Linked DNA regions of Mus musculus: regions 1, 3, 4, 5 and 6 are each linked to region 2. A link is a contact called in public HiChIP or PLAC-seq and promoter capture Hi-C data. All regions are on one chromosome and are shown on one strand. The core of a region is the stretch at or near the end of the contact, and the rest is flanking DNA. Distances in the headings are between cores, read along the strand shown.

Region 1 (2,700 bases), core at 27-2,526, 310 kb after region 2:
CGAGCCGCCGGCCGCTGACGGCGCGGGGCCCAGATCGGGGCTGAGCGGCCGCTCGGGAACCAAGCCGAAGACCCGGCAGGGCCCCGGCGACGCGGCGGGGTAGTAGACCGGCGGAGGCGCGGCGAGTGGCGGCGCGTAGCCCGCATAGACGGCGCCCGGGTAAGCCGGCCTTGCGGCAGGCACGGCGCCCGGGAAGATGGCGGCAGCGGCAGCGGCGGCGGCAGCGGCTGCATCGTGCATGTAGGCCGGGTAGGTGGACAGGTCCGAGCGCTTGAAGCGCTTGCGGCGGCGCAGGAAGCTGCCGCTTTCGAACATGTCCTCGGCGTTGGGGTCGAGCGCCCAGTAATTGCCCTTGCCCGGGCGGCCCGCCTCGCGCGGGATCTTGAGGAAGCAGTCGTTGAGGGTGAGGTTGTGGCGGATGCTGTTCTGCCACTTCTTGGGGTTGTCGCGGTAGAACGGGAAGCGCTCGGTGATGAACTTGTAGATGCCGCCCAGAGTCAGGCGGCGCTCGGGCGCGTGCGCGATGGCCATAGCGATGAGCGCGATGTAGCTGTAGGGCGGCTTCCCCCGCTGCAGGGGGCGCTTGCGTCGCCGTCCTCCCGCGCCGCGACCCGCAGCCTCCGCCGGGACCCCCGCGCCCGCCGCCGCCGCCTCACCGCGCTCTTCCTTCACGGCCGCCAGCGTCTCGGGCTGCGGCGGGGGAGGCGGCGCGCTCTCGGCCGTCATGGCGCCGCGGTCCCTCCCCCCCGTACCCCCCGTCGTCTTCAGCTGTAGACGACCGCTCTGGCCGCAATCCCGATCCCACGGGAGCCGACGCCGGGGCTTTGCAGCGGGCACCGAGAGCGCTGAGGGCAGGGAACTTCGGGGTCTGGAGCGCTGAGTCCACCGACGGCTCCTGTGGGGCACCGGCCAGAGGATCCTTGGCGCTCTGGTGCCAGGCGATCAAGGGGTCCGGACGTGGCTCGAAGGCCGGGGTGGCGGCAGCTGTTTGGGAGTCCCTGCGGGTCTGAGGATGACCGTCGAGGCGGTGCGCGTAGAGGAGGCTGCAGGCTGGGGTCTCGTGCCAGGGCCTTCAGTGGGGGCACCGTACACCCCTGCAGGGGCCGCCCATGCCGCACCCCTACGGTGGAAGGTACAACCCAAGCGGAGGGCAGAGAGGCGAGACGGGCGAGCGGGCCGGGCCAGGTGGCGAGCAAGTGCTCCGTTCTGCGGCTCTGAACTCCAGCACGGAGTCCGGCCGGCGAGGCGCTCTCCTGCACACACCTGGGCCAGCTCCTCCCTCCGCTGGCTTCTCCTCCTTAAAGGCGCCAGCAAACGCGGGGCGTAGCCGCTTCCCTGCCCGCCCCCCCCCACTCCCCCCTTCCCCACCCCCGCGACGGGCACACCTCCCCAGGTAGCGGCTGGAGTCCCAAAACGTCAGAGCGGGGAGGGCGCCTGGAGATTCGGGGGCTGGCCCCCTCTGCGCGCCAAGCGGGAGACTGAGACTCCAGGAGCTCGGCCCAGCGCTCCTGAATCGGTCTTTGCGGAAAAGTTGTGTCTCACGTGGAAAGAGGGCTCATGGCATTTTCTTGTTCAGAGAGGGTAAGAACTGGACTAAAGTGGGGCGCGTTTAATTCTTGGGATGCCTTCCAAATCCAGGTTTAGGCTACCTGGCCCAATCTCTGGTGCAATTCATTTTCAGACAAGGATTCCCAGGTCTACAGCAACTTTGCTGCCCTCCGGTGCCTGCAGCCTGCGTCTGTTTTAGAGTAAGCTTTTCAGTTCGTGGTGAGGTAGTGCCACAGGGAGTCGCTTTACCAGGTTCCTGGTCTGTCCCGAAGTTTTGTATCTCAAGAGGTGTTTAGGGAAAGCCTCCTCGCCGCATCAGGGTCCTTAGGTGGCTTGGGACCCTTTTCTATATGCAGGAGAATGCCTGGTTAGCGAAGACTTGGCTCCTGCTGTCTGCAGTCGCCGCCTCTCAACCCCTCCACTACCACGGGGCCAGAGAGGGCCAGCCGCCTCTAGAGGTCTGAGTGAAGACTTGGGAGAGGATGCTGCAGTCAGTGCACAACTCTACTGGTGTATGCGTGTGTGTGCGTGCGTGCGTGCGCGCGCGCGCGCGCGCGCGTGTGTGTGTGTGTGTGTGTGTGTGTGTGTGTGTGTGTAGACTGTTCCAAAATGTCCGATTTCTGCCTTCCTCTGGCAGGATTCGGTGCTAGAGAGGGACTCCCAGCGGCGCAGCCCCACCTGCCTGGTTCGCTTTCTGGCCACTTTTGGAACTGGTTACGTTAGATTCCCAACTCAGGAATCTAAGATTTGGTTCTTAAGATCCTCACGGTGAAGCCAGTACCTTTCCTGAGCATGGGAATTGTGTAAGGAGCCGGACTGGAAAGAGACACACTGTGGAGGGTTCAGGTCTAACGTGGGTGGCCCAGCCTTCTGGTTTTATTGCGTTCTTCTTCAGTGAGCACTGGGTGGCTGCCTTTGAAAGAAAGAGGCAGAGAGCACAGATCCTCTCTCCTGCAGTCGACCTTGCTTGAAGACCTTCCCCAGCTCCTTGAATGCAGAGGGGCTTCCTGCTTGCTGCGGCCCCTCGCTCCTAAAGAAGCCAGGGGAAGCTAGATTTCTCACGTTTCTTTCCCCCCAGAGTAAACTTTAAGCCAATTATACGATTAGGAACGTCTGTGGTTCTCCATATTCCAAGATTTGTATTTCCAGATT
Region 2 (2,917 bases), core at 285-2,784:
TTAAAACACTCCGATCTGCTTCTTACTGGTTCATCCGCAAGCTCGTCTCTGCAATACAGGTGAGGATTCAGTTTCATGTGGGTTGTGGTCCCTAAAGGTTTGCGAGAACTCACAGCTGCTGTGTCTGGCTCTGCTGCCAATGGCAGGACTGTTCAAAATTCAAAGTCATATTTGGCTACACAGCAAGCTTGAGCCCAGCCTGTGCTGTATGAGATCCTGTCTTAAACAATAATTTAATTGTAGCATTTTCCAGTTTTCAGTGGTGTGAATTCTGCTAAACACCCTATTGTCCTCTTGGTGGCTTACAGCTTTTAAGTCGTTTATTGACTTTCAGTTGCAGCCAACATTTAATGAAGACTCACCCTTTTCTACCTTCTGTATTTGGAGCTTCGGGCATACTATCAAAAACAGTTCTGAGGATAGACAGGTGTGGATCAAGGAAGTACTGAAGGATTTCTTAAAAATGCAAAATTATCAACAGAGGTACGATGGCCAATGTTGATTTGGGATGAGAAAATAATCTGTTTCCAATAAAAAAGACCCCCCCGCCCCCGCGCGAGCGCCTGGTATTTAGTAGACAATACTGATTTGTAACCTTCCCCATCTACAAAATCCAACGCCCAGTGGCCTCTCCAAGTCTAGGAGGGCTCCTTAGTTTCACCATAAATTCTCTTGTTGTGGAGGGAAGGGTAGGTGTGAGCCCTGCCCATCCTTATGTGAGAAAACCTTAGCAAAGTCGCTCAACGATAGAGAATCTTAAAAATATACAGGTACTCAGAGAGGGTCGCTACTGCCATACTTCCACTAAAAAACCCTTGCCTGTAAACGGATCGCACAAGGGAGTTGAGGTGACGGGCAAAGTAACCGGCAAGAAAGATGAGACTCCAGAAGAGAGGTGAACCAGAACAAGGTGTATCGATCTAGTGGCGAAACACGCCTCGGGGCGCTTTGGTAAACTGAGGCAGGAGGTTGAGGGAATCAGTTGGATCCTAGCCCTGCTATTTAAAGCTCTGCTCTGTCCTCGCGGTGCTCCGCGTTCCCGCCAGTGCAACAAGGCGCCCGAGGTAAGGCGACTGGGGCTGTAAGGTGAAATGCGAGCCGAGGCAGGGGTGGTGGAGGAGGTGGTGTCCGACCAGAGCGATCGCGGGAGGTGACTGGGAAAACTTCCAAACTTTTAGGTTCAGGATCGGAAACGGAGCGCTCGGCCAATGGCTGCGCGATGCGCCGTCCCGCGGTGACTCGCGCGGCACCCGTAGAGTGGCGGCTGGAGAGGACGCCATGCTCCAGCGCCTCCACGCGAACCCCACGGCCACGTAGCTTGGCCTGGCTTCCTGCATCCCTCCCCACGCTTAAAGCGCCTCGGAGAAAGAAAAAGCCTTGTTTTTAAACAGAGGCGCCCGCACGCGCCGCGGGCGAACGAAGCAACATGGCCGACAGCGCGGAGGAAAAGCCGGAAGTTGGCTTGGTGGGCGGGACCCGGGGCGGTCCTCGCGTGACAGGGGCGTGGCCTGCCGTCCTGCGCTGAGTTTGCTGTCAAGTGTCTAAGGCGCTCTCTCCGGCGCCGGCAGGGGTGCTCTCCGCCTTCTTCTAGGGGCTGGACCGGACCGGCTCCGCCCCAGCCAGGTATCGCCGGTTCCCAGGTGCCCGTCGGACCTCCCGCATTCCAGTGCCGCAGGCCTGTGCAGCGGGCCAGCAGCGATGGAGGACGCCCCCGAGCGCACTCCCTCTTCCTCGGAGTCCACACAGCCTCCGGGCTTGGCCAGGGAGCCCGAGGTGGTATCTCCCGGGGATTCGGAGGGCTGCGCCCGGCCTCTAGACACGGTCCCTAAGAAACTCTGTGGGTATTTAAGTAAGTTTGGCGGCAAAGGACCCATCAAGGGCTGGAAATGCCGCTGGTTCTTCTACGATGAGAGGAAGTGCCACCTGTATTATTCGCGCACCGCGCAGGATGCAAACCCCTTGGACAGCATCGATCTCTCCAGTGCGGTCTTTGACTGTAAGGCGGACGCTGAGGAGGAGGGCACTTTTGAAATCAAGACTCCCAGCCGGGTTATTACCCTCAAGGTAAGTGGAACTCCGCACTTTACAGCTCGAGCTAGTTTTCAGGGCCAATGCATGGCCACCGCAAATTAACCCGGACGGTGATCACCATCCAGTCAGTGCCCCAGAGCCTGGAGCTGTCCCACTTAGCTTTCACACCATTTCCTTATTGCCTTCCCACAGGCAAGGGTGAGGGACTCCTTTTATGCATTAAGAAACTGATTCATAGACAAAAGGGAATGGCCCAGCCCAGGCATTTACAATGCTGTGGCTCACTTTTTGGAATCTTCCAGTGCTGTTATCAAACCTGGTATTGAAGCAGTCAGGGTACTGTGGTTGCACTCGCTGAGGCCAGGATCTGATTCATATCTTGGTGTTTTGGCCAACGGGAGGGAATGCAGACATGGGTAGGGATTAGGAAGGAAAATATGTAAGTTCACTGATGGGCCTAGATTGTTCATCCAGGCATGCCTGAACTAGTGAGTTCTTAGTAAATGCCTTTTGAATAAACACGTATGCACACACGGAGTGATGGAGCCACAGGTCAGAACCTATCTATCATGTTAAGGGGAAGTGTCCTGTTACCTGTCTGGGAAGATGGATGTGGGCTTAGGTTAGTTCTCTAGGCAGAGGAGTGCAAGGATGAAGGTCTTTCTTTCCACTGCCTGGTCTCTGTCTCCCTATGTCCTCAACCTGCAGCTGTTCAGATACTAGGATGCCGGGAGGTGTAGTTCTCCTTTCCTGGCAGTGTGGCCAGTTGGCTAGGCTGGAATCCAATTTTTAAACAAGAAAGGACATTTTAGAGGTCATGTGGGCTTAGGTCTTGTGTTCCTTCCACAAGACAAGTGCTGTTGGTCAGGGTCCCTCAGCACATGAT
Region 3 (2,700 bases), core at 97-2,596, 410 kb before region 2:
CCAATGCTGTAATTAAAGGCATGCACCACCATAGCTGACATATTTATTTATTGTGTGTGTGCCTGTGCATGCCATACAACAAATGTGGAAGTCAGGGGACACTTTCAATAACTGTCCTCAGACCTAACAGTTACGCTGTTATCATGACACACTGTTGGGACATGTAACAGCCTTGCCTTGTATGTCTGGCTTCTTGCTGGGTTTGGGCGGGCACTACTAACCATCTAGGGAAACCAGTTGTCTCTTCCTATGGAAGTGTCCATGCTGTAAGGACACATATGCTGTGAACTGCGTCTTGCTTTCTGCTTAATTAGCTTCTTTTCCCCAAAATGTCCTCATGGCTTACTCTCTTCCTTAAGGTTTTTGCAAGTGTTATATTTTCAGTAATTCTCTTGTTGGCTCAATTATGAAACAATGCTCCACCTTCTACCCGATTTTGCTTGGATTCATGTTCCGTTTACTGTGTCAACAGCACTCAACTACCATTCAGCAGCCAAGTTTATTACCACAGCATATCTTTATAGCCTGTATGGGTGGGTCAGATCCTAGAAGGCAGAGATGCTATCTTGCAAACGTTCGCGGCACGAAGAGCTGTGCCTGGCACTAACAGGCATCCAATACATACTTGTTGAGTCCGGAAAGAGAGATGAACTTGATGTCAGAAGACCTGAGTCCTAGCCACAGCAGCGCCTGCAGATCTGTGCAGACTATAGCAACATACAACCTTCCCGGTCACTCGTCTACTGTAGATTGGAATAATCATCTGAAACTCTAGGGTGGCTACAAGGACTGCCCTGGGGACCAGTCGGTGGTTCCTACTGTTTGTGTGATATACAGGAGGGCTTGGGACCAGAACAGTTGCTGGTCCCACACTGAGTTTCCGACAGTGGGTCTGGGGTGTGGCTAGAAAAATCTCTATCTGTAACATGTAAGTTACTGCGGTAGTGGTGACCCCCCCCCCCCCCTGTCAAAAACAAGAGATAGATGGGCGGGTAGCTTGACACAGATGAAGAACTCAGCACTGCAGGGCTGCTCCGGCAAACGACGGGGCTGACCCATTCGTCCCGATTCAGCCTGCGACTGTTTAGGGAGCGCTAGTGAAATGCGGGCCGGTCTGGGGTCGGTAGAGATGCGAGATGAGTTCTAAGCTAGGCCCAGAGGTCGGATTCAGTAGGAACGAACAGGAAGACTGAAGAGTGACCGCACAGTCACAGGCCCACCCTCCAAGGCGGGAGGCGGGCCCTGCGCGCGCGTACCCATCAGGCGCGACCCCGGAGGCGCGCGCGCACCCAGGGGGCGGGCCTGCGGACGGCGGGCACGCGCGCGGCCCCGGGGTGGGAGCGGGCGGCGGCGCGGAGCGGGCGGTCAGCGATGGGCGAGGGCGCGCTGGCCCCCGGCCTGCAGCTGCTGCTCCGCGCCTGCGAGCAGGGTGACACCGACACGGCGCGGCGCCTGCTGGAGCCAGGCGCGGACCCGGTCGCGGGGCCCGAGGCGGGAGCGGAGCCGGCAGGGCCCGAGGCGGTCCGGGCAGCGGAGGCCGGGGCGCCGGTGCCGGTGGACTGTTCCGATGAGGCGGGCAACTCGGCGCTGCAGCTGGCGGCGGCCGGTGGCCACGAGCCACTCGTAAGGTTCCTGCTGCGCCGCGGAGCCTCGGTCAACAGCCGCAACCACTACGGCTGGAGCGCGCTCATGCAGGCGGCCAGGTGAGCGGGGACCGGGAAGGAGAGAGTCCGGGACTCGTGAGAGTGCGAATGGCAGACTTGGAGCTTTGCCTTTTGGTCATCTGTATGATGGAAATAAAAGGGCGGTTTCAGAAACACAAGATTAGGGATGTTAGAAACTTTGGCTTCTGAACAGTGTGGAGGCTGCGGAGTGCATCTTCTAGACGTTCATTCATTCCGTTTTGCATCAAGGGTCTCCTAAGAATCTGTCTACTCACCCTGGCTTTGGGGGTTGACCGAATAGATAACTGGGATCCAATTAAGTCCCTATTTTGGGGATATGAGTGGGGTGGGTGGGTAAATAAAGTAGCATTCTTGATCTGGAAGGTCTGACAGTAGTAGCTGACCCAGTTGGAGGAATAGAGGCGATTTTTAGTGGAAATGAGGTGTTAAGACTCGAGGATTTGTAAGAGTTATCCAGGACCGGAAAACGAGGAAGCGAGGGAGAACAAGCACACTGCAGACACATAGTGATGAAAGGTGGTCAGACAACTGGGAGGATGCTGCGACCCAGAGGGGGCTGGAGACAAGCCCACCATTGGAGGAAGAAAGTAGGTGCCAGATTGGGGCTGAACAGAAACCCACAATCTAAGGATGATCAGGAGTGTGGAAGGCACAGGGCACTGTGACCGGAACAGACTTTTGTTTCGGGTAAGTTACATTCAGCACCTGTGAGAATAGGCAGAGAGATGGGCCAGAGTCAGGAAGGCTGGCTAGGAAGACAGCAGCCAAGGAAGAGACAATTAGTGGCCTGGATAAACCTGAAGTTGATCCTCGTGGTTGTGTGACCCTGCGAAGGGGTTGGGAGAGGCAGCAAAATCCATCTCTAGATTTCTGACTCGTATAAATATACTGAGCTGTAAAAAAACAAGAAAAGAGACAATGCTTGTTTTGTTTTTAGATTTGTTTTTATTTTATGTGTATGAGCGCCTGTGTATATGTGCACCACATGTGTGCCTGGTGTCTGAGGGAAGCCAGA
Region 4 (2,834 bases), core at 45-2,544, 420 kb before region 2:
AGGCTGCATACCCCCAGTGCTGGCATAGAGGGGCTTGGCTAACTCAGCAAATCCCATTAACCATAGCCAGCAATTTTCAACCACTCCCAGAAATTCCCACACTTGTCCCCCGCGCCCCCCCCCCCAATGTGGAAACAGGGATTATTTGTAGGACAGCTGAAACATGGTGGTGAGAAAGCATCTGCTTTCCTTCCTCCAAGTGTCACCTAGGCATGTGATCTGAGGGACACTCCATGGATGATACTCTGTACGCCAGGGCTTGGGGGGCTTCCAAAAGGCCTTCTGTGACCTGTTCTCACTCCTCCTCAGGGCAGGGGGTTTTGTGCTTAATTTCGTCTAAACTCCAACAGATCTACTTCTTGGGACCCCATCAGATGATGCTGGCGAGTCCCTGAACCCCTTCTCCTGGTCTATCCCCCCCCCATTTCCTCTTGTGTCTGTTTCACCAAGGGCACCAATGACAGAACAAGTGAATTTCTTTCCCTGTCTGTCTGCTGCTGAATCTCGGCTGTTGTAAACTTTATGAGCAATTTCCAGAAGTTGAGACCTACTCATGCCTTCAGATCCGTCTGATTTCTGGAGCTTTCTTGTCATGTCTGGGGCTGACTGCTTGACAAAGGCAATATTAGTGGCTCACTGTCTTAGGGTGTGGACATCTGGGTTTACGGGAGTAAATATCTGATAATGTCGCATAAAGCCTTTCCAGAAAGCTGGTGGGCAATCCCTTAGGTCCTTGAGTAAGCTGACCTACCTCGGGTGAGCTGATAGGTTTTCTGACTGTCTCTTTTCATCCTCCCAATATTTGATGGAAAAGTGCCCAGTACCCTCATACCTTAAAGTAGTTTCCAACAGGCTGGTAAGGGGCTGTGGCTTCACTAAAGAAAAAAAAGGATTTTGAATCTTCCATTTTTACAAGTTACTGGTAGAGAAGGGGACATGAACTAATAAACCTTGAACAAGGAAGGAATTAATTATTTTTTTGCACACACACACACACACACACACACACAGAGCAGCTCTGTGACATCAAGGGAACTACTTCCCCCTCCCAGGCCCAACCAACCTCAAGTAGGCAGGGGAGGAGAAGAGAGTACAGGTAATTTCCTCCTTCCTGCCACAGGGCTGGAAGAACAGGTAGAGGTTTCAGGTTTCTCTGGGCGTCCTCAGGTCAAAAGGATTTGGGTCCCCCCAAAAAGAGGCCACAGGTCTTAAGCCTGGGTGGCAGTGGTGTAGATCCATTGTGTCAATAGTCTGACAGCCAAAGGGAGGGGCTGGAACTAGCTAATTGTACTCAGTGCAGCCACTTTCCCGAGTGAGTCATCTCCCAGCCCCAGAAAGCCTTCACAGAGGTAGGGAGTGCAGCCCCACACTCTGATGGCAAGAGGAACTGGGCTGGGCAGGCAGTTTGGTCAGAGTGGGGGTATGAGGTGAGGAGTTGGGGGGGGGGTGAGTGGCGCTCTGTTGACCATTAAGTTCTAAAGCTCTAGCTGGTGCCTGAGAATCTTTTCCATTTGAAGGTAGTTTTGCATCTCATCCTGAAGAGACAGTCCCCCGCAGGAATCCCTGCCTCAGGAACCTGAGAGAAGCTGGAGAGATGAAATAGAAACAGCAGAGAAAGACGCTTCTTTCATATTCCCAGACCCAGAATCTAAATGTCTGAAGAGATGGTGGGTGTGAGGTTTGGAAATGGTTTGTTATACAATAGCGAATCGGAACAAATGAGATGTTTTAAGCTACGTTTTCACCGCCAGGAAAAACTTCCTATCTGCTCTGCTCCTGGCACCATGCTAGGGTCTAAGCACATGCTAAGAAGCAAATGTCAGAGTCTCAGAGTGACACAACCTTAGGAAGCACTGGTGTCACCACAGTGTGCCATGGCAGCAGAAGGAGGAGGCTGGTGAACTGAACCTAACTGCAGTTTGTACAGGTGAGGCCTCTTGCTTACAGGGAGATGGAGTGCCTCTCTGTCTGTCTTTTTTCTTTTCTTTTTTTAAAGATTTATTTATTTATTATGTGTAAGTACACTGTAGCTGTCTTCAGACCTACCAGAAGAGGGCATCAGATCTCATTACAGATGGCTATGAGCCACCATGTGGTTGTGGGATTTGAACTCAGGACCTCTGGAAAAGCAGTCAGTGCTCTTAACCGCTGAGCCATCTCTCCAGCCCTCTGTCTTTTTATCTCCCTGCCTTCCTCTCCATCCCTCTTCCCCCCCACTCCTCTCTCTCTCTCTCTCTCTCTCTGTGTGTGTGTGTGTGTGTGAGTGTGTGTGTGTCTGTGTGTGTGTGTGTCTGTGTGTGTGTCTGTGTGTGTGTGAGCAATCCTCCAGCCTCAGCTTCCTGAGTGAGCCACCACATTCATCTTGATGATGATGCTTTGAATACACGACTTTAAGTGGGAGGCAAATACACATCTCAAAGGGACAGGGGAAGGATTCGGGCCTGTGAAGCCTTTTTGCAGTGAACACTGAGACAAGTCTTGCTGAGGACCTGGGTCATTGTGGCTTCAGAACCACACACTAGGCAGATACAGGTCAAGGTGCTTGCTCCTCGGTTTATCCCAGGGGTTACCTGTTGGACACTCTGCCAATGCTGGCTTGAGTTATTTAACTTTGGAGGAGACAGGGAGACAAAGCGCTGAGTATTCCCAGAACGCAGTGATGCAAAGCCAGGAAGAAGGCACTGGGGGGGGGGGGGGCACGACCAATGGTACCTACTTGTAGTCCCAGCACTTGGGAGGCTGAGTGAAGAGGAATGTTAGTTGGATGCGAACTTGAGCGGTGTCAATCCAACCTACCCCCTCTATCCTGGGGAGGGAACTTTAAAAAGAACACT
Region 5 (2,700 bases), core at 109-2,608, 440 kb before region 2:
AGAGAAATTCAGTTAAATCTGTTAAACTCTCCCTGATGGAGGAAGGGGCACAGCAGACCGCATCTCATCCTCTCGCAGGTCAGTGTTGCCTATGCCCTCTGAGTCCATTTCCAAACTGGAAAAAAAAAGAACTGTCAAGGCCTGGAGAGTAGAATGTGGCAAGCGCCTGATAATCACACCAGGCTGGCCCTGTGGCTCTAACCAGGACCCCTTTCTGAGTTCTGTTTTCCAGGCAATCTACCGAGCTCAAGTGGGAACTAAAAGTTCTGTAACAAATTTAAAGGGTGGAGGCGTCTGGGAGACTGAGGGTAAAGGTGGCAGCAGCAGCTGCTGCGGGTGTTTGCTTCCTTGTCTCTCACCTGTTGAAAAGCCAGCAGCTTCAACAGGAACTAGGCTCTGACTACACAGGATCTGCCCTGCACCACCTACAAGAGTGTGCTCGGCTGGACTCAAGAGTCACAGGCGCCCTTCCCACAAACCTCTTCTTCCCACCGCCCTCCACCCAAAGCTAGGACTTCAACAGCCAGAGAGAAAGGGAGGCGGCTCCGGGCCTCGGGCACGGCCATTGGGCATCTCGATGGCTCTGCTCTATCCCTGGGCAACAGCACACCCACACCAATGAATGGGGTCAGCCCTGTGCTAGTCGCCGTCAGCTCTCCGGAGTCACAGCCACACCCACAGTCCTAACTGCCCCCACAGGCACGAAGTAGGGGTCTCTTCAGTGTGTTTAACTCGAATCTCACCCTGTCCCGACAGAATGACAACTTTGAGGTGTCTGATTCAAGGGACCACTCAGTTACCAGTTTGACTTTCTTAGGTTCGTTCTGATTTTTTTTTTTAACTTTCCCGCCTCTTCGCCCTCTAGATACGCCCCACCACCACCCCCGCTCTGCACCACCTCCTCCCGAGAAGGATGCTGCGTCCCACGCGCCAGTGCTCCGCGACTACTCACAGAGGGTTCCAGCGCTCGGGCAGTCGGCGGTGCAGCGAGATACGGTCGCTCAGATAGATGTTGATCTGGTGCTGCTTCACGCTCTCCTCCTGCAGCCGCAGCTCCTCGCCCTGCAGCTGCAGCCGCACCGCCTCCCCATGCGCTCCCAGAGCATCGGCGGGCAGCGGCGGCCTGGGCAGCACTGGCTCGTGACGCCCGGGGAGAGGAGTCCGCGGGGGTCCCGGGTCCACCGTCCCCGACCTGCTTCGAGCCCGCAGCAGCGCGCCCAGCCCTGCCAGGGCCAGCAGTGCCAGCAACGCCTCCCGGCCGCGCCGCAGCCCCCGCGGGCAGCGCCTCCTCACCGCACGCCCCCACATGCACCCGCTAGCTGCACCCCGCGGCCTCGGGCCGAGGCTGGACCCGGATCCCGGAACCGCGGTCGCCCCGCCCCCGGCCCGCCCCACCTGCGCCCCGCCCTCTTCCTGGCTGCTGCCTCCCGCGCCCACCTGCCTGTGCCCACATGAGAGAGCAGAGAGCTTGGCGACCCTTGCGGCGTGAGTGTGGGCTGAGCACAGCGCTCTGGGCGCTATGGGGACCCTTCCTTGAACTTACGTGACACTAGCACTATCCCGGATGGAAGGTCCTTAACCTTAGCCACTACGTGTTCAGGATGTGCTGGCCAAGACTCATGAAAGCTGCAGGCGGCTCTGTGCGGTACTCAGTGGCGCCTAGAATAACTAACTGGAGCCCATGGTTTTCCAAGCTATGTTTTTCAGTCTTTGCTTTAGGGACACCTACACTCCGCAGGCCCATCACACACACACACACACACACACACACACACACACACACACACACCATCCTTTCCTGTAATGTATCAGGTTTGGCTCAGGGCTTATAGGAGAAAAGGGGAGCCACGGGGCCCTTGCTTCGAAGCTTGAAGGACAGAGTTCCATCCATCCCCACATGGTGAAAGGAGGACTCCCTCAAGTTGTCCTCCAACCCCCACGTGTGATATAGACACTTGTGTATACATACATGCATACAGATAAAAGTTTTAAATTTAAAGTTTAAATCAAAAATGTGTTGCTGTATCATAGTCGGAATCTCAAGTAACCCAGGCTGGCCTCCTTTCCTGAGTCCTAGAATTACAGGTCAGTGGTACCAAGCCTAGCTAAATAGTGTCTCCAGCCCCAGCCCCTGATGTTGACTGAAATATGGTCTCACTCTGTAGTCCTGGTTGACTCTAAACTTTCTACATAGCCCAGGCTGGCCTCTAACTTTTAGGAATAAAATGTCTTCAGTAATTTACACAAACTGCCACTTTTACCTTTAGTTGTGGGGGGAGGAAGGAGCCAAGCTAGGCTGGTGCCTTTGCAAATTCTGTTCCTGCACCCACTTGCCTTGCCCCACCTTACCAACTCTTCCTGAAGCCTTCAGCCACTGCAGCGTTTTCAGGATGGCTTATTATTATTATTAATTTTGCCACTAATAGCACATTTTCACGGCAGAAGTTTTTGTGTAATTCTGGGTGTATATGTATATAAAACCAGTATATAAATCAACCACTTACTTATAGTAAGTCATAAAGAAACTCATTTTAAAACAATCTTTAAAATACATATAATTTTACTATTAATAAAAGAAAGCCGTTTACATGTTAAGATGGATGGACTTGCTTATTTTTATATAAAGACTTAAATTAAGGCTAAGCATTTGATACTACAGGACACAAACCATCGTCATAATTTTCAGAGTTGATTGATAAT
Region 6 (2,700 bases), core at 183-2,682, 380 kb before region 2:
TGCTCAGAGGAAGAAAGCAGCCGGCTTGTGTGAGCAGAAGCCCCGCCAGCAGTCCAGTCCCGTGGGGCCAGCCACCAGCTCCAGCCCGCCTGAGCTCCCAGCCTCCCTCCCGAGCAGTGGTAGTGGCTCTTCCAGTGGCCCTTCCAGCAGCAAGGTGCTTGTTCTCTGGATGCCTGTGACACCTGTACAGTGCTTTCCTGTGACCCACGTGCAGAGTTGGGATGTCAGGGGTTGGCACTGCAGTCATGGCCACTCCTGAACTTCCTGCAGAGGTCTGACTGCTTCTGCAGGCCCCTTGTTCACTCACCTTTTCTCCGTGGCAGGGGTGGGAGGTGGGGGATGGGGAGCTGGAAGGGGCTCAGGTGCACACTTGCTTGTGGTCCCTGCTGTTCTCTGTTGACAGTGGAGGGTTAACCCCAGGGCCAGGAGCAGCCTGCTGCATTAACCCACAGCTCACTGAGCTACCTCTCACGGTCCTCAGCTCTAGGTCTGCGCCTTAGCAGATGTGTGAGAAATAGTCCGGTTCTGCCCGGATACTGCTGTCTCCACAGCTTTCTTATCCCAACTCCCTTGCACAGCAAAACCTCATCCTTTAAGTTCCTTTTATAATTTAGTTCCAGCAGCTTCTCCCCGACACATTGGGTTTATTTCTGTTACGTTCAGAATTATTTATACGAAGGACCTGTATAATTAAGTTTATTTTAGAGTTCAGCTATAGACTCCTCCAATATCTTGATTCATTTTCTTTATAAGATATAAAAAGTTATATAATTAGTATATTTCTCTTTTCACGTTTTCCACTTGGCCACTCACAGCTACCCATTAAAATAAGTCTACTAGCTGAGGGCTTCTGAAATAGTTTTCTTCTTTGTTGTCTAAAATGTTCTATTCTGAGGGTTTCATTAACCGTACTAAGTATCATTTAGTGTTCTGCCACTGATGTTGGAAACAGGCATGTAAGCTGTTAACTGTTACCACACTACTGTGTGTGTCAACTGTAACAACATGCAGGTATATCCTGATGAGAAGAGGTTAGCTGCCAAAAGATGTGTCCCAGAGACAGTCGGTGGAGAATGACCCCGTCCCGGGGTCTCCAGACGCTTGGTATAGAGGTGACTCTCCAGGCCTTCCTGCTGCCCTGACCCTCAGGGTAGGGTCTGGGGAATCAGTTCCTGCCCCCAGAGAGTCCAGCTTAGCCACCACTCTTAGAAACCACTGCCCCAATCAGAGGACAGTGAAATGGCCTCTCTGTTGTGGGCTCTAGGAGTAAGAAGACACAAAGTGCTTTTCAATGGCTCCCCTAGGAAGAATAGAAATTAGTCTTCAAAACTAGAGCCTCCTGGATCTGCATTTTGTCCTTCGTTTTAAAGCAGGAAGCTCACTGCTGTGGTGAGGTAATGCATGGGGCTGGCTTCTGACTTGTTCACCAATCATGGAAGCCTGAACCATTGGGAAAGCAGCAAGGGTGACTGAGAGCCAGGCACTCCCTCTGCATCTCTGTAGGAGAGCTCAGCTCCCTCTGTACCCAGAGCTAGGGCTCCGTGTGCTCACTCCAAACCTTCGGTCAGCAGCTGGATCAGAGTTCCTTTCCCGACCCATGGTTAGTTCTTTTTGTTTGAATTTTTTCAGTCATTTGAGGTTTTTCCAGGAAATTTCCTGTTACCGAGGCGTAGCTCAGCTCTGCTGTAGTCGTTCTGTTTCCTCCTATCTGTAAGTGTGTCAAGGTCTCTTTTATGCCCTTGAGTATGAGCAACCCATCCCCACTTAAGAAAAGCATGTGTTCTCTTGCGGCCTCTGGGAAGGGGGCTCTGTGAATGTCACTCTGGTGTGGTTGGCGGGTGGTGTGGTCCATGTGTTCTTGATTTGCTGACTCCACCAGCCACTTAGAAGTGTGGTAACATCTGTAACTTGACAGAGGGTCAGGTCATTTCTCTTTCCAAAGCTGTCACTTTCTTCCTTACTTAAAGTTCCACACATATTTGGGACTGTTACAGGGCTTTGTTTGTTTGTTTATTTGTTTTGTTTTGAGACAGGAGCTCACTATGTAAACCAGACTGGCCTCAAACTCACAGAGATACTTTTGCCTCTGCCTCTCTGGTGCTAAAATTAAAGATGTGCAGAACCGTGCCTGGTGATTATTGTATCTTAATGACCCTGTATTTTGCTATATGTTTTCTCTATCCCCTAAAATTGGGAGCAAGGTGGATTTTTATGATCCTGCAAGAAAGAATGTAGCCCCGGTAGTCCTCATAAACTCTAGAATCTTCCACACAGTTAAGTACAGTGATGGATGAAAAGGAAACCCCTTCTAACTGATGGGCTCATTATGCCAGTTAGATTCAGCATTATAAAATCAGTGACTGTGGCACACCGTGTAACAAACGAAGGAAGAAATGCAGACAAAACACATAGCATTCAGAATCTAGGGGCTGGAGAGATGGCTCAGTGAGTGGTTAAATACACTGGCTGATCTCCCAGAGGACCCAGGTTTGATTCTCAGCACCCACGTGGTGACTCACAGCATCTGTAACTCCAGTCTCAGGGGAGCTGACACCCTCTTCCCGCTTTCTAGGACACTAGCATGTTTGTGGTGCACAGAAGCTAAAACACAAAGCAGCTATGGAAGGGATTCCTGAGTTAGGTGTAAAATTGGTATAGCAGGATCATAGTTGCTGGTAAAGACTAAGCGCCCTCCTGCTG

Evidence for each region. HiChIP or PLAC-seq counts read pairs in DNA pulled down with a chosen protein or histone mark. Capture Hi-C pulls out chosen DNA fragments and counts their contacts.
Region 1: an H3K4me3 HiChIP or PLAC-seq map of embryonic stem cells shows a contact between it and region 2, with 11 read pairs. The contact joins the promoter of Foxe1 here to the promoter of Tbc1d2 in region 2. A contact is called at or near these places in 1 of 39 promoter capture datasets (cranial neural crest) and 2 of 115 datasets of contacts at active chromatin or transcription factors (embryonic stem cells and large pre-B cells).
Region 3: a contact with region 2 is called in an H3K4me3 HiChIP or PLAC-seq map of forebrain, with 5 times the contacts expected there. The contact joins the promoter of Anks6 here to the promoter of Tbc1d2 in region 2. A contact is called at or near these places in 16 of 39 promoter capture datasets (the 3T3-L1 cell line, 3T3-L1-derived adipocytes, the C10 cell line and 11 more), 1 of 484 Hi-C or Micro-C datasets (bone marrow-derived macrophages), 15 of 115 datasets of contacts at active chromatin or transcription factors (bone marrow-derived macrophages, cardiomyocytes, craniofacial prominence and 10 more) and 3 of 9 other capture datasets (adipose tissue, liver and macrophages).
Region 4: a contact with region 2 is called in an H3K4me3 HiChIP or PLAC-seq map of bone marrow-derived macrophages, with 4 times the contacts expected there. The contact joins the enhancer-like site here to the promoter of Tbc1d2 in region 2. A contact is called at or near these places in 5 of 115 datasets of contacts at active chromatin or transcription factors (acute myeloid leukemia, bone marrow-derived macrophages, epiblast stem cells and 2 more).
Region 5: a promoter capture Hi-C map of adipose tissue shows a contact between it and region 2. The contact joins the promoter of Galnt12 here to the promoter of Tbc1d2 in region 2. A contact is called at or near these places in 4 of 39 promoter capture datasets (the 3T3-L1 cell line, hippocampal neurons, liver and 1 more), 4 of 115 datasets of contacts at active chromatin or transcription factors (acute myeloid leukemia, bone marrow-derived macrophages, embryonic forebrain and 1 more) and 1 of 9 other capture datasets (adipose tissue).
Region 6: an H3K4me3 HiChIP or PLAC-seq map of craniofacial prominence shows a contact between it and region 2, with 5 times the contacts expected there. The contact joins the enhancer-like site here to the promoter of Tbc1d2 in region 2. A contact is called at or near these places in 8 of 39 promoter capture datasets (the 3T3-L1 cell line, 3T3-L1-derived adipocytes, the C10 cell line and 4 more), 1 of 15 datasets of contacts at CTCF or cohesin (hippocampal excitatory neurons), 2 of 484 Hi-C or Micro-C datasets (bone marrow-derived macrophages and cerebral cortex), 26 of 115 datasets of contacts at active chromatin or transcription factors (T-cell acute lymphoblastic leukemia, bone marrow-derived macrophages, craniofacial prominence and 18 more) and 2 of 9 other capture datasets (adipose tissue and liver).

What each region holds. Positions count from the first base shown.
Region 1 is chr4:46,342,220-46,344,919 of GRCm38.p6, reverse strand. It overlaps Foxe1 (forkhead box E1), which reads right to left and starts at 1,276. Exons shown (of 1, transcript NM_183298.2): 1 at 1-1,276. The coding sequence starts at 726. It overlaps Gm12446 (predicted gene 12446), which reads left to right and starts at 1,439. Exons shown (of 6, transcript NR_165272.1): 1 at 1,439-1,581.
Region 2 is chr4:46,648,816-46,651,732 of GRCm38.p6, reverse strand. It overlaps Tbc1d2 (TBC1 domain family, member 2), which reads left to right and starts at 1,534. Exons shown (of 13, transcript NM_198664.3): 1 at 1,534-2,064. The coding sequence starts at 1,699.
Region 3 is chr4:47,055,952-47,058,651 of GRCm38.p6, reverse strand. Anks6 (ankyrin repeat and sterile alpha motif domain containing 6) reads left to right here and starts at 1,346. Exons shown (of 16, transcript NM_001356426.1): 1 at 1,346-1,703. The coding sequence starts at 1,372.
Region 4 is chr4:47,073,616-47,076,449 of GRCm38.p6, reverse strand. No RefSeq gene overlaps it. Among named protein-coding and RNA genes, the nearest start is that of Galnt12, 17 kb to the left of the region's middle. Within about 2 kb of position 1,294, at least 23 of the 459 cell types and tissues checked have an H3K27ac peak or open chromatin away from gene starts, as enhancers often do. A contact at or near this core is called in bone marrow-derived macrophages and pancreatic cancer cells, where this site is marked.
Region 5 is chr4:47,090,581-47,093,280 of GRCm38.p6, reverse strand. Galnt12 (polypeptide N-acetylgalactosaminyltransferase 12) reads right to left here and starts at 1,358. Exons shown (of 10, transcript NM_172693.4): 1 at 953-1,358. The coding sequence starts at 1,308.
Region 6 is chr4:47,028,118-47,030,817 of GRCm38.p6, reverse strand. Anks6 (ankyrin repeat and sterile alpha motif domain containing 6) reads left to right here. Exons shown (of 16, transcript NM_001356426.1): 11 at 1-154. Among named protein-coding and RNA genes, the nearest start is that of Anks6, 28 kb to the left of the region's middle. Within about 2 kb of position 1,432, at least 9 of the 459 cell types and tissues checked have an H3K27ac peak or open chromatin away from gene starts, as enhancers often do. A contact at or near this core is called in craniofacial prominence, where this site is marked.